2 separate regions of the Mus musculus genome follow, and region 1 is linked to region 2. A link is a contact called in public promoter capture Hi-C data. All regions are on one chromosome and are shown on one strand. Each heading gives the region's core, a stretch centred on a gene start, on an enhancer-like site or on the middle of the called end of the contact. The rest is flanking DNA. Distances are from core to core; before and after follow the strand shown. Region 1 overlaps Dnajc7 (DnaJ heat shock protein family (Hsp40) member C7). Region 2 overlaps Stat5b (signal transducer and activator of transcription 5B).

Evidence for each region. Capture Hi-C pulls out chosen DNA fragments and counts their contacts.
Region 1: a promoter capture Hi-C map of adipose tissue shows a contact between it and region 2, with 2.8 times the contacts expected there. The contact joins two enhancer-like sites. A contact is called at or near these places in 5 of 484 Hi-C or Micro-C datasets (B cells, embryonic stem cells and granulocyte-monocyte progenitors), 4 of 115 datasets of contacts at active chromatin or transcription factors (effector CD8 T cells, embryonic stem cells, fibro-adipogenic progenitors and 1 more) and 4 of 9 other capture datasets (adipose tissue, liver, macrophages and 1 more).

What each region holds. Positions count from the first base shown.
Region 1 is chr11:100,583,430-100,590,193 of GRCm38.p6, reverse strand. It overlaps Dnajc7 (DnaJ heat shock protein family (Hsp40) member C7), which reads left to right. Exons shown (of 14, transcript NM_019795.5): 9 at 205-296; 10 at 5,139-5,212; 11 at 5,496-5,642; 12 at 5,831-5,983; 13 at 6,538-6,600. It also overlaps a transcript of Cnp not described here. Among named protein-coding and RNA genes, the nearest start is that of Cnp, 12 kb to the right of the region's middle. Within about 2 kb of position 5,378, at least 88 of the 459 cell types and tissues checked have an H3K27ac peak or open chromatin away from gene starts, as enhancers often do. A contact at or near this core is called in adipose tissue and granulocyte-monocyte progenitors, where this site is marked.
Region 2 is chr11:100,801,897-100,809,197 of GRCm38.p6, reverse strand. Stat5b (signal transducer and activator of transcription 5B) reads left to right here. Exons shown (of 19, transcript NM_001113563.2): 2 at 665-802; 3 at 4,172-4,328; 4 at 6,670-6,759. The coding sequence starts at 675. Among named protein-coding and RNA genes, the nearest start is that of Ghdc, 35 kb to the right of the region's middle. Within about 2 kb of position 3,612, at least 64 of the 459 cell types and tissues checked have an H3K27ac peak or open chromatin away from gene starts, as enhancers often do. A contact at or near this core is called in adipose tissue and granulocyte-monocyte progenitors, where this site is marked.

The DNA of each region.
Region 1 (6,764 bases), core at 4,129-6,628, 220 kb after region 2:
ACACAAAGAGGCACTTTAATCAGTGTGTGTGGCTTTTATCACATAGTAAAGAAACCAGTTTGAAATTTGGTGTCCTTAGCCCTCTGATTTTCCCAGGGAACAAGAATATAGTAGGACAGGAATCTAGGCGTGTTCATATTGTGTAGACTCCCTCCGTCAGTGGCAATATGAAGTGTGATTGCTCTCTCTCTCTCTGTCCTGAAGCTTAGGCAACTGGAAGATGCCATAGAAGACTGTACAAATGCGGTGAAGCTCGATGACACTTACATCAAAGCCTACCTGAGAAGAGCTCAGTGGTGAGTGCTCTGGAGGAGCCAGGGGGGCTGCCACTGGTTAACTAGGGGAATTGCGTTGTGATTGACAAAACAGACCCAGGGATGTTGTGAGGTCATTTGGTCCTTCCCCCTGCCTCTAGGTGGGATTGTTCCAGTCCTAGACTATCTTTATAGACCTCCAGCGGAGGAGATTGCACACGCTCCCTCAGTCTCCCATGCCTGTGTCTAACGCCCCTCACGGTCAGTAAGTTTCCTCTGATGCCTGACCCAAATTCCTTTCATTAACATATGAGTCCATTTCCTTTGAGACTTTTTTTGTGTTGTTCACTTCTGCTCTAACTTGGCACAGTGCTTGGCACGTCTGTGCTTGCCCAGTAAGTGTTGTTGAATGAATGTGTGGTGCTCGGAAGAGGGAAGAAGAAGAAAGTATTCTTACAGTTGAGGAGTGCCTGCTGTTTACCATGAGCAGGGAGAGTACAGTTGAAAGCAATTTCACTTACTCAGTGGTGCAAATATATATATTAAAGAAATACTCTTCTTTGATAGACCCAGGATAAATAGTTCATGCCAAGTATTCAGAGCCAAGAGGGCTCTGTGAAAAGGATCGTGCCTGTCCGGATTTTTCCCAGATGCTGCCCAGCCTTTTTGTTCATTTTGCTCTTTCATCATCCATCCTCCACAGAATTTTCTTCAGACAGAACAGTACCAAGGACTAAACCTCTCAAAAAGCGTGTCTTCTGACACACCTATGTCTAGGTGTGGGGACATAGCCTGTATGTAACTCTAGCACTTGTAAGGTTGTGCAAGGCCAGTGTGGGCTATAGAATGAATTCCAAACCAGTCTGAACTGGTGGGGAGATGCCAGCCCAGTGGGGACCTGAGATCAGATCTCCAGAACCAACATAAAGTCTGATGTCTGTAATCCCAGCTCCTCCACAGTGAGATGCAGACAGACAGGAGAGTTCCCAGCAGCTCACAGGCCAACTAGCCTGGTGCATTATACAGTGCTAAAAAAGAGGCCCTGTCTCAAAGTGGAAAGTGAACACCAACATTCAAGGTAGTCCTCCCGTCTCCATTATGTGTTCCTTGGTGAGTGTGAGCCTTCGATCCCACAGAAGCATTCACACACCAGTCTGGGTTTAGCACCTGGCTCAGTGGACAGAACAAGTCATTTCATTTCCTCCTGCTCTCTAAGCAAAGAACTTCCTGGGTTTGGTTTTGTTGTTTCATTTTCTTGAAAGTGACTAAGCTGGCCTTGCTAGACTTTCTGTTGTAGATAGTGATGATGACATTGAACTTCTGATCTTCCTGTCTCCACCTCTGACAAGTGCTAGGATTGGAGGCCAGCATCAGTACAGCTTTATTGTGTTTTTATACAGGCTAGGAAAGCAGTATACATGCCAAGCTACCTCCCCAGCCCTGTGGGGTCCCCCACCCCACCCCTGTCTCAGCCTGGAGCAGTGATACTGGTTTTAGAGATCCTAAAGGAAAAGGAAGTTCTTGGTTATCGTTTTTCCAATGCCCATTTTATTTCTAATTATAAACTGTAAAAGTCCACAGGACAAGCACTACTTAACTAATGCTTGAGCCAAAACTTCCTGGTCAGTAGTACAGAGCCCCTCAGATCCTCACCACTAAGATATAAGAACTGCTGGTATGTGTGATTTTTTTTTTAATAAAATTAAGTGGAACAACAACAACAACAAAAATAGCCGGGCGTGGTGGCGCACACCTTTAATCTCAGCACTCGGGAGGCAGAGGCAGGCAGATTTCTGAGTTCGAGGACAGCCAGGGCTATACAGAGAAACCCTGTCTCGAAAAAACAAAAAAATAGAAAAAATAAAATAATAAAGTGGATGACTAAGTCTGTCCAGTGAAAACATACGTGAATTGTATTATCAGTTCTGAGAGACTAGCCCTTATTCAGCCCAGAATCATATGCACTGTCACACAGAAATGGAAGCTTGGGCTGGAGATATAGCTTAATTGTATAGACCCTGCCTAGCATGTTTGAGGGCCTGGATTTACTGTCTCCCTGCCCCTTACCCCACAGAAGAGAATGGAAATTGGTAGGGCGCTTGCCTAGCGTACACAGATGCAGTAGCTGGCACTCTACAAATGGGGTCACGTGTCTGTATCCCCACACTAAAGAGGGAGGTCAGAGGATCAGGAGTCCAGGGCTGGGCTAGAGAGATGGTTTACTGGGTAAAGGAGCCTACCACCACCAGGCTGGACCACCTCAGTGCCATCCACAGGACCAAATGTGCTAGAAAGAAAGAATTGACTCCCAAGAGTTAATGAACTCTGACCTCTACACATACTGTATAGTTAAGCACACGAGCACACAGACAGACACAGTAAATGTATTTGTTTGTTTATGTTTTATGAGACTGGGTTTCTCTGTATAGCCCTGGCTGTCCTGGGTTAGACTTACTGTGTAGACCAGGCTGGCTTCAAACTCACAGAGACACACCTACCTTTGCCTCCCACGAGCTGGGATTAAAGGGATATGCCGCAACTGCCTGGCCAGATTTTTAAAAATTGACAGTTCAGCCAGGCATGGTGGCCTACACCTACACCTTAATCCCAGCACTTGGGTACCAGTGGCAAAGCGGATCTCTGATTCCGAAGCCAGCCTGCCTGGTCTACAAAGTGAGTTCCAGGACAGCCAGGGCCACACAGTGAGTCTCAAAAAAAAAACCCAAAATGTTCAAGGCCAGTCTGGGCTGCATGAAACTATATCTCAAAAAATTAAATTAATTAAAAAACAAAACAAAAACCCAACCCTTTGACCCAACTGAAGGCTTTAAGCAACACAAAATGTACAGAATTCCTTGCAATTTTTTCTAACAGCAAAAGAACAGAATCCTCTGGCACCTACAGCCCCAATTCTCTGTACTATGGTAACAGGAAACATGAAGAGTTGTTCATTCTTAGTTTGCTAGAAGACAGTAGAATAGGATGTGTGTGTGTTGTGTGTGTGTGTGTGTGTGTGTGTGTTTACAGTCAACAAAAATGAGAAGTTTTACTGACGGTTCCTTGTTTTGTGTCTGAGTGTCTTTGCCTCTGAAACTCCACCCCAGTGTGGGGCAGTGGACACTTGGGCACAGTGGGCTGAGAATGTAGCAGTGGTCCCCAGAGGCACTGATCTGCTTGACCACCATCCAGCTGGGCTCAGCCTTCAAGTGCAACAGATGAGAGCTGTTTGTCTCTTAGCACAGGCTCCGGCTCTTCCTCTCTCAAAGCCCTAAGAGATGGGGAAAGATTTCTTGAGTTTATGTGAAATACTGCAGATCCTCCTGTGCAGTTCACACCTGCAATCCTAGTACTTGGGAAGCTAAGGTATGGCCAGTTCAGGGCCAGGTTGGACTACAAAGTAAGTTCTAGTTCAGCCTCGGCTACAGAATGAGAAAGACCTCATCACAAAAAAGAAAAAAACAAAAAACCAGAAGAATGCAAGTCAGTGCCCTGGTACTTGTTTATTACGCTACGTAGAGGCCTAGTGATCAAGGCAATCACTCAGATGTCAGGTTCGGTGTTGTTTGTTTGTTTCGGGACAGGTTTCTCCATACAGCCCTGGCTGTCCTGGAACTCACTATGTAGACCAGACTGGCCACAAACTCACAGAGATCCACCTGCCTCTGCTTCCTGCGTGCTGGCATTAAAGGTGGGGGCCACCACCACCTGGCAATGTGTGTTAAATTACTGTATTTCAGATTATCTGACACTTTGACCTGTAAATTAGTTCTCTATTATGTTCCTAGTTACCCTGTGTCTGCAGGGCATTGTGTTTTTTGTTTTTATTTGGCTTGGTTTTATTGAGACCAAGTCTCACAATGTCAAGCTGGCCGTGAACTCAGAGATCCTCCTGTCTCTGCCTCCTGATTCTACAATTAAAGGCATTGTGCCACCATGCCCAGACTGGACATTGTTTTGGGGGGTGTGTGTCTATGTGTGCTTTATTTTTTATAAGTCAAAGATGAATGAATGTATTTCCAGAAATTCAGAGAGCCTAATTATCACACTTCTCTTTGGCCAGCCACATTGGTATCAGTCTTCCTGCCCTGGTCTCCAAAGCTGATGTGCGTTAAGATGGACTAGTGTGATGGAAGTGTGGACCGCCTCGGGGTGTAGCAGCTAGCTGCACTGTGTTGACTCTGCCCATTCTTAGCAGATGTGTCTGTTAGATGGAGAGATCAATCTTGGTGCCATCACATGGTTCGAATACCACGTGGTTCTGTGGGAAGCAGCACTTCCAGAGTCCTGGTACCCTGCCTGTTCCAGGCACTCTTCTCATTCTGGCCCAGAGTTTCCTCTTTGCTTTTGTGCTATGGAAATAGAAACAAGACTGTGCTGCGAGTCCCTTCTTCTGTCTCACCTCTACCTCTGAGATGGATTGATCTTAGTGGAAGCATTTGTCAGCAGCTTCCACCCTGACCTTGATCCTTCTAGTGGCTCAACTAACCCCACTTGTAGCCTTGGTTGGAACTGGCCCTGCATGTCTGGCACGGAAGGTGTCAAAGCTCTTTCACAGCAGTTTGTCTCACATGGTCATTTTTCTCTTGTTCAGAGCAGTCAAGTAGGTGCTGTCACAGTGTCTTTGCTGTTGGGCAGCGCTGTGACACCGAGAACTCCTCCTTAGCCCTTGCCTGCTTAGAGCAGGGGACTGCTGACTGGGTGCAATGCCAGCCTTGAGGCACTGAGAGTTCATTCATCTTCTTTAGATAAGGGATTCTGCTGTTTGATGAAACATCCTACCAAAAGTGTGTATCTCTTGCATGAGCCATACCTTCTCCCTAGAAGGTCCCACAGGCCGTTACTATTTATGTCTGAGTGCTGTATTACCCTGTACTTCCTTCTCAGTTACATGGACACAGAGCAGTTTGAAGAAGCCGTGCGGGACTATGAAAAAGTGTATCAGACGGAGAAAACAAAAGGTACGAGGACAAAGGGGCAGAGACGTGTTGCTCGGGGGGGCTGTGGTCTTCTCGGTTGTTGGTCGCAGCACTTAGGACCATTCCATTTGCTCACTAGCCTGGAAGCCAGCAGTTCCTGGGAGGGGCTCAGGCACCTGTGTTCTGGCTCTGTCTCCTCCCTGTTAGTCTCACTTCCTATATATTCAGAAGAAAGCACCAAAAGAGTCCCTGTTGTGGTTACCAAAGTTTCTACCCCTTAGGCAGGCAGCTGGGCTGTCTGTTGATGCTGCCTTTCTCCCTCCAGAACACAAACAGCTCCTTAAGAATGCACAGCTGGAACTGAAGAAGAGCAAGAGGAAAGATTACTACAAGATCCTGGGAGTGGACAAGAATGCCTCTGAGGACGAGATCAAGAAAGCTTACCGGAAACGGGCCTTGATGCACCATCCAGGTGAGCGCTGGAGGAGGTGCAGCAGAGCCCACAGCGCAGATGCAGTGGGCACCCAGGAGATCGCTCTTCAGTGGGAAGGAGGGGGTGCTGGACTCCCTGTCCTACAGGCTGTGGGAGGTGCCACATTCCAAACTTGGACAATAATAGACTTTGTTTTCCTGTGTCCCTGGTTTCACTGAATCCTCTAGATCGGCACAGTGGGGCCAGTGCCGAAGTTCAGAAGGAGGAGGAGAAGAAGTTTAAGGAAGTGGGAGAGGCCTTTACCATCCTCTCTGATCCCAAGAAAAAGACTCGTTATGACAGTGGACAGGACTTGGATGAGGAGGGCATGAATATGGGCGGTGAGTTGGTTTGGGCATCTACAATGAAAATGGTCCCTGTACCAGAAAAGCCCCCATTGAAGTTACCAAGGCTTCTGCCCTCGGGGCAGCTGGGTTGGGACACCCCAGAGGGGAGGTCTACAAGTACTCAGCCAGCGACATAAGCCAATAAATAGGCTGTTAAAAAAAAATGAGCTAGGGCAGGAGCCATCAGAACTGTTGTGACCTGGACTAAAGCGTCAGGGTCTCCAGGACTGGTACAGTGGCTTTGGTAACACTGAATTTGAGCCTTCTCAGCACGGCCCCAGCATTATAGGAGGGCAGATGCAGATGGCGTTCCTAGCTAGGTAAGAAGCCCACTCGGAGGCAGGGGAAGCTTCCCTTCTAGACTTCACCCGGAAGGGCACAGATCCCAGAAGCAGGGTCAGCAGGTTCTGCCTGGCTGACATGGGGAGAGGCTTGCTAACATCTAGGCTGAAATGGAAGAGCAGAGTGAGCCTCAGAAGTCTTCTGCATCAGGTTCCTCAGATCTTTCTGATTTCCCCCTTTTTTGCCCTTTCCTTCCTAATTACCAGATTTTGATGCAAACAACATCTTCAAGGCATTCTTCGGTGGTCCTGGGGGCTTCAGCTTTGAAGGTAGGTTTGCCTGCTGCTCGCTCTTAGGAGCTCCCAGGTGACAGACCAGCACTGGCCCCTCACTCAGCAGCACCTGGGGAATCTGAGTGGAGACAGCTGGATCCTTGTTCAGCAGGACAGGTGTCTATGCTCGTGTGGCTGATGAGGCTCCTGGGTTTATTTTT
Region 2 (7,301 bases), core at 2,363-4,862:
TTTCAGATCCTGTTCAAATCTTCCTGTTCATCTTCCATTTCACAAAACCCAAATACCAAACCTAGAGTTAGTTTTCAGTTCACTCCGCCGATCATTCACGATGACTGTTGGAAAGGATGCTTATAACCCACGGCGGTTTCAAGCAAACGCCAAGACCAGGTCTAGGATATTAAAGCTGTTGGCGACGCCTTCCTGAATGCCGCTGGTTTTGATGGTTCTGCTGCAATAGTCTATGCTTCATAGGTCCATTTGGGGCCCTTCCCACGGCCATGCTGAGTGTCTGCATTTTGAAAACCTGACAAAGCTGGAAGTCAGTTCGAGAATATTGATCCTGGGTAGCTGAGATGGTTCAGTGGGTAAAGGCGGTTACCGAGCAACCTGGCAACCTGCGTTTGATCCCTCGAACCCACATAAAGATGCAAGGAAAGAAACAGCTCCATAAAGTCATCCTCTGACCTCTACACATTCACCGCGGCACGTGTGCGCCTGCACACACATCACATACGATAATAAAGAAAAAAATTTTTAAAGATTTGACCTTTAGTGTACCAAAAGGAGAGAAAGCATTCATTCACTTTTAAACCCCGTGCATATTTACTCCAGTGGCTTTGAAGGGAATGGGGACAAACAAACAAACAAATAAATCAAGGTCTTTGTTTAACAGGTTGTGAACCATGGCTATGTGGATACAGGCTCAGCAGCTCCAGGGCGATGCCCTTCACCAGATGCAGGCCTTGTACGGCCAGCATTTCCCCATCGAGGTGCGACATTATTTATCACAGTGGATCGAAAGCCAAGCCTGGTAGGTGAACAGCTTCTAGATCATCTTTTGGGAAGTACGAGGATATTGAACTTTGATGAGAAAAATGTTCTAACTGAGACTTTAAAAGTTGTGAGTAACCTAGGCTTAGTGGTCCCCACCTGTAACCGTCATGATCCTAGCTGAGGCAGAAGGGTTGCAAGTTTGAGGCCAGCCTGAATTGCAGAGTGAGGCCCTGTCCCTATCTTGGAAGAAGAAGAAGAGGAGGAGGAGGAGGAGGAGGAGGAGGAGGAGGAGGAAGAGGAGGAGGAGGAGCTCTGTGTGTCGGGCTGGGTGTGTAGCTCAGTGGTAAAGTACAGGCATGAGGCTCTAGACTCAGCCCTCAGGACCTGTCTCCAAGAAAAGCTGTTTGAAAATCTTCATGTAATTCATAAAAAGGTATTCAGCCTTCTTTTAGATGCAGGGAGACGAAATAATTCTTGGAGTTTTAATTTTTGTTGTTTTTTAAATTATGTATATATGTGCACGTCTGTGTATGGATGCGTACACATGAGGGCACCTATCTGCAGAGGCCAGAAAACAGCTGGAGCTGGCGTTTCAAGTGGTTGCGAACCACCTGGTGTGGCCGCTGGGATCTGAACTCAGGTCCTCGGGAAGAGCAGGAAGCTCTCTTAACCACACAGGCCTCTCTCCAGCCTCTGAGCTTGCCTTGTTTTGGTTTGTTTGTTTGTTTGTTTGTTTTTGAGACAAGGTCTCTCACTTTTTGAGACAGGCCCTGGCTGTCCTGGAACTCAAAAGTGCTGAGATTAAAGGCAAGAAAGAACCATGCCTGGCTTTTTTTTTTCCCCCCAAGGTAAAGTTTCACCGTGTAGTTATGAGTGGCCTGCATTCACTATATAGACCAGACTAGTCTTGGACTCAAGATCAGCCTTTGTCTCCCATGTGCTGAAATTTATATCTTATAAATCAGATATTTAACATATTGATTTAATAATCAAAACATTCATAGCTCTCTGGTTTTTTGTTTTTCTGAGATAGGGTCTCATACTATATAGCTCTGGCTGTCCCGGAACTCACTAAATGGTTTTTTTTTTTTTTCTTTTTAAAAACTAATAATGGTTACATTTCAGTGTTGACTTAGCCAACATTTTTATCTCTATTATGAATTATATACTTGAGCTTTAAAATTGTTAGATCGGTATAACACAGTTCAGTAGCAATGCATCTTACCGTGCAGTGCTAGGACAAAGCTTACAACACACGAGACAGCTGTACCACTGAGCGGCTGCCTCCTCAGCCCTGCCGCATCCTCACCAGCCATCAGCGGTGCCCAGCAGCGTGCAGGGCAGGGAGCTTGCCCGTCGTTGGCCTCAGTCTGTCCGTGAGTGTCCAAGTTCATCACAAGTTCATCAGACTAGCCAGGCTTTGACCAGGGTGGTGAGCTCCTCTTTGGAGAGCCAGCCTTGTTGCTGCTGGGAGAAGGCTGTCCCTACCCACTGGAGATGTTGCCTTACAGTAATTGCTACAGCTTGTTAGCAAGGCTCCGTTCAGAAACAAGCCTGCCGAAGGAAGGCAATTAAAAAAAAAATCCCAGCTTCATATAATTAAGAGGGGGAAAAACTGACTAAATATGAGAACATCAAACACACCTCAATTAGTCCAGTCCTTTTCCTTTTCTTTCTGTTTTAATGATTTGGGAGATTTCGGAAAACATTAATAGGAAGTTTCTGCTGATTAAAAATCTCACTTAGAGGCTAGATCAGCGGTAGAGCATTCGTCCAGCTAAGCAGACTGGCTCCATACCACAAAAGAGAGAACAAAAGCCAACTTTCGTTTATTCGAGTACAACAGCGCATTCCTGTAATTCCAGCTACTCAGGAAGCTGAGGCAGGGGAATTACTTAAGCCTAGGAACTCGAGACAGTCCTAGGCAAATGGGCTTTCAGCCAGCAGATCTCCTGAGTAGTCTACTTATTGAATAAGCTTTGGGAAATTGGGGTTGATATTAAGGAAAACGTGGGTTTTAGGTAGGGTTTTGTTTTTTCCCCATAGAGAAATAGAGATATCACCGAAGAGTTTCCAGCTCTTCGTATTGAAGCTGTCATGAAGTCTCTGATTGTAGGCTATGGTTGAGTCCAAATTGAGAACCAGACTCCTGTGTTCTGTTCAAAGACTGGATCCTCTCAGCCGGGCAGTGGTGGCGCACGCCTTTAATCCCAGCACTTGGGAGGCAGAGGCAGGTGGATTTCTGAGTTCAAGGCCAGCCTGGTCTACAAAGTGAGTTCCAGGACAGCCAGGGTTATACAGAGAAACCCTGTCTTGAAAAAACAAACAAACAAAAAAAGACTAGATCCTTTCAACAGTGGGCTCCCAGTCAGAACAGAGGAGCAAGGCTGTGCCTGCAGCCCGTCTAGCCTTCCACTTCATACATATTTTCTTCAACCCATAGAGAATACACTTCTAAAAATTGGCTTTGTCCCTACCCTTTCCAGACACAGGTTGGGTGGTCTCTGGTAAGGTCGTCTCAGGGCTTTGGTGCGCGTCTGCCTAGCTGTTTGCCACCAGCCACTTGCTAACTTCAGGGATTTGTGGGTGGCTGTCTTTTAGCTGCCGCTGGCTCTCTTCCCTGGCTGTGGACCTGGTCAGCAGTAATTAGATATTATTTCAGCCTGACAGCTGTTTGGTTTGTCAGCGTGCTAAGTCACTTAAGTATTACCCAGCAGCAATTGTTGCCTAACTTAGTAGACAAAAATCTTTTAAGGACAAAAAGAAAGAAGATAAGGAGGAAGTGGACCCAACCCCTGTCACCAGCTGAACAGCTCAGGATGACACGAGGTCTGGGGACTGGCTTCTCGCCTTCACTGGAGGAGTCAGTGTTATTTCCAGGTCCCATATCTGCAGTGATGACAGACTATTCTCCTGGGTGTGAATACTTGTAGGCATCTTCTGTCCTGATGCCTCCCTTCCAGGGTCCCTTAGGAAGGGCAGTGACTGGGGGCCTGGAGCCAGTCAAGGTTGGAAAGAACATGCAGAACTATATACCCTGTCCCACATACCCTGGAGATACGAGTATAAACTGGAAGTTAGAAGACCCCTTATTCCCTTTATTCCTAGGAGGGGGTGGGTTAATATCAGAGTCAGTCAGTAAAGGGAAGGGAGGAAGGAGTATTTAGAGAAAGAAGTGTAAAGCTCAGCTAAAAGAATTGTAGAGTCAGGCATTGTAGACATTTAGCCAACTTATGTCGGGGTGTTTCTTAACCCGTGAATTATAGAAGAAATCACGTTCCAGACTCCCATGATGGCTCACACCTATAATCCCAGCACCCACAAAACAAATGTAGTATGTAAAGGCTGCATGTGTACAGGCTCCTATGCATGTATGTATACAGATTGTGTAATTTTTTTCCCCTAGGGACTCAATAGATCTTGATAATCCACAGGAGAACATTAAGGCCACCCAGCTCCTGGAGGGCCTGGTGCAGGAGCTGCAGAAGAAGGCGGAGCACCAGGTGGGGGAAGATGGGTTTTTGCTGAAGATCAAGCTGGGGCACTATGCCACACAGCTCCAGGTGGGTACAAACACTGGCCACACTTAGGCCCTGCCCTCTTGAGGACTTCTTCATTTAATTTTCTGTAGACACGTGTTCTGATCTTTAACCCGGCATCGTAGAAATGTGTGTTTCACGCACATGGTTTTGATTGGCTTTGTGGTTGCGGCTGTTACCTTCTTTGAGACAAGAGTCTCACCGTGGGGCTGGAGAGTTGGTTCTGTGGTTAAGAGCGCTTCCTGCTTGTCTTAGGGTTATTATTGCTGTGATGAAACACTATGACCAAAAGTGAATTGAGGAGAACACCGTTTATCTGGCTTACACTTCCACATCACAGTTCGTCATTGGTGGAAGTCGGGACAGGAACCCAAACAAAGCAGGAAGTTGGTGGCAGAAGCTGATACAGAGGCCATAGAGGAATGCTGCTTACTGGCTTGCTCCCCATTGCTTGCTCAGCCTGCTTTCTCATAGCTCCCAGAACCACCAGCCCAGGGGCGGCCCCACACACAATGGGCTGGGCCCTCCCACATCAATCACTAATTAACAAAATGCCCTATAGGCTTTCCTACAACCCAAACCTATCATAAGAAGGCATTTTTCTCCACTGAGGCGCCCTCTTCTGATGACTCTAATTTGTGTCAGGTTGATAGAAAACCAGCCAGCGTGCTGCTATTGTAGAGGACCTGGGTTCAGCTCTCAGCACCCACATCAGGAAACTCACAGTAACCTGGGGCTTGGAGCCCTCTTCTGACCTCAACAGGCATCCACCCACAAGTGACATACAGACACAGAAATAAAAATAGAAACTAATCTTTATTTAAAAAGAAATGAAAAGTTTCACTATTTAGGTCAGATTGGCCTCAAACTGGGGATCCTCCTGCATCAATTCCACTCCACCCCCAGTATGGGCTGTAGGTAAGCACCACTCCCAGCCATGACTTTTACTCTCTTTTAACTTCTTATTTCAAAATAATTTTGAATTTGCAGAAAGTTGCAGCAGAGGTACAACAAGGCCCCCTTCATATGCTCAGGTTCATTTACATCATCATCTCTCTCACGCTCCTCTCTCCCTTTCCTGCCCCCACACCTTCATGTACACATGTACACATACACACATACACACTCTCACACATACACACATACTCATACAACACACACACATAGTTACACAATACACACACATACAAACATACACATACAGATGCAGACACATACACACACATACCTTCACGTACACATGCACACACACACACACACACACATACACACACACACACATTTCTAGTTGCGAGTAAGTTACATACATCTCTCCCCTGAGTATCTCAGCATGTATGTTCTAAGAACATGAACTTCCCTTACAGGGTCACAATACAGTTATTCAATTTAGTGTGTTTAACATTCACACAAACTTTTACTTACTATTCTGTCTCTATTATCCATTTGTCAACTGACTCACAAGTGTCCCTCCAGTCCAGGGTCCAGTCCAAAGCCTCATATGATATCTAGTTGACATATCTCTTTAATGTTTTATCTGGTTTGGTTTCAACTTTGTGACGTGTCTGTTTTGGAGATAGGGCCTCCATAGTGTTGTAGCCTATGCTAGTCTTGAACGTTAAGCATTGAACATTAAGCAGTCATCTTGTCCCAGCAGTCCTGTCCACCTTTCCCTTTTCTTTAACCTGAAAACATTCATTTTTCGACCTTATTTTGGCTTTGATATTAACATTTTAAAATAATCACTTATTCCCTTACTTTTAATATTTTTACATTTTATTTTTAAATTTGTGTGTGGGTATGTATGTGCACATGAGTGTAGTGCCCTCAGGGGTCAGAAGAGGGCATCACAGCCCCTGGAGTTGGAGTTAGAAATGGTTGTGAGCTGCCTGAGGTCGGTGCTGGGAATTGAACTCGGGTCTTCTGTGAGAGCATTATGAGGTAGGGCCTCACCATGTTGTCTAAGCTGATCTCAAATTCTAAATAACGGATGCATTGTCCTTCTGCAATGCCCCATCCAGAGAAAGAAGATGCCGGTCTTCCCTACTGTGACAGTAATTCTGATTCTAACTGACAGGAAATTTCCCAGTCCTGTGTCTTGTCTGCTGTGGCCTTTTAAAGACTCACCCGTTTCCAAGAATGTTGCTGTAGTGCTTTTGGCATTGAGGTTCAGAAAGTAAAGCAGCCTTACCTTCTTAGTGCAACTGCATTTTCATAATGTCTTTCTCTCCATCCCGCCCACACCGGGGAACAGCACTGCCCATGACTCCATGGTTACCGCATCTCTACCATGAGTGCTCCCTGCCCTGGGTCCGGTTAACCCACAACAGAGTGGAGCAAAGTGATGTCTGCTGTTGTCCTCTTTCAGAGCACGTACGACCGCTGCCCCATGGAGCTGGTTCGCTGTATCCGGCACATTCTGTACAACGAACAGAGGCTGGTTCGCGAAGCCAACAACGTGAGTGTGCCCATGGTTGTGGGAGAGGAGTTGGGGTGCCCTTCTTGAGCCGTTTCCCCCTGGATCCCACTTTGTTGAGGTGACCCAATATGCACTAGTGTCTCTTTAGGGAGCTGACCTTAGCTTTATAACTTAAGTGAGGCTACAACCACAAAGCAAGGTGAACATGTGCAAACTAACTTAACCAAAGCAAATCAGTTTTGTGTTGAAGCATGCTCACAATCAGGGAAATTACTTAGTAGAAATTTCTTCACACTCTCTGGGCCAGCTGCTGAAGGAGTGGATCATACCTAGTCACTTAAACAGCCAGATCCACAGGGACCTTGTGCATGCCTCCCCCATCACTTCCTCTGAGGGGCTACAGACACCTAGGAGCCTTCGGGTGTGGCTTCATCCACGGTAGAAGCAAATGGGTAGAAGCAAATGATTTCAGCACCAGTCTGCCTTGAGATAGATACAGACCATGTTTTATTCCCAATGTGTCCCCAGCGAAATCACAGTCATGGTATTGGATCAATGAGTGAATGTGGAATCAGGGTTAT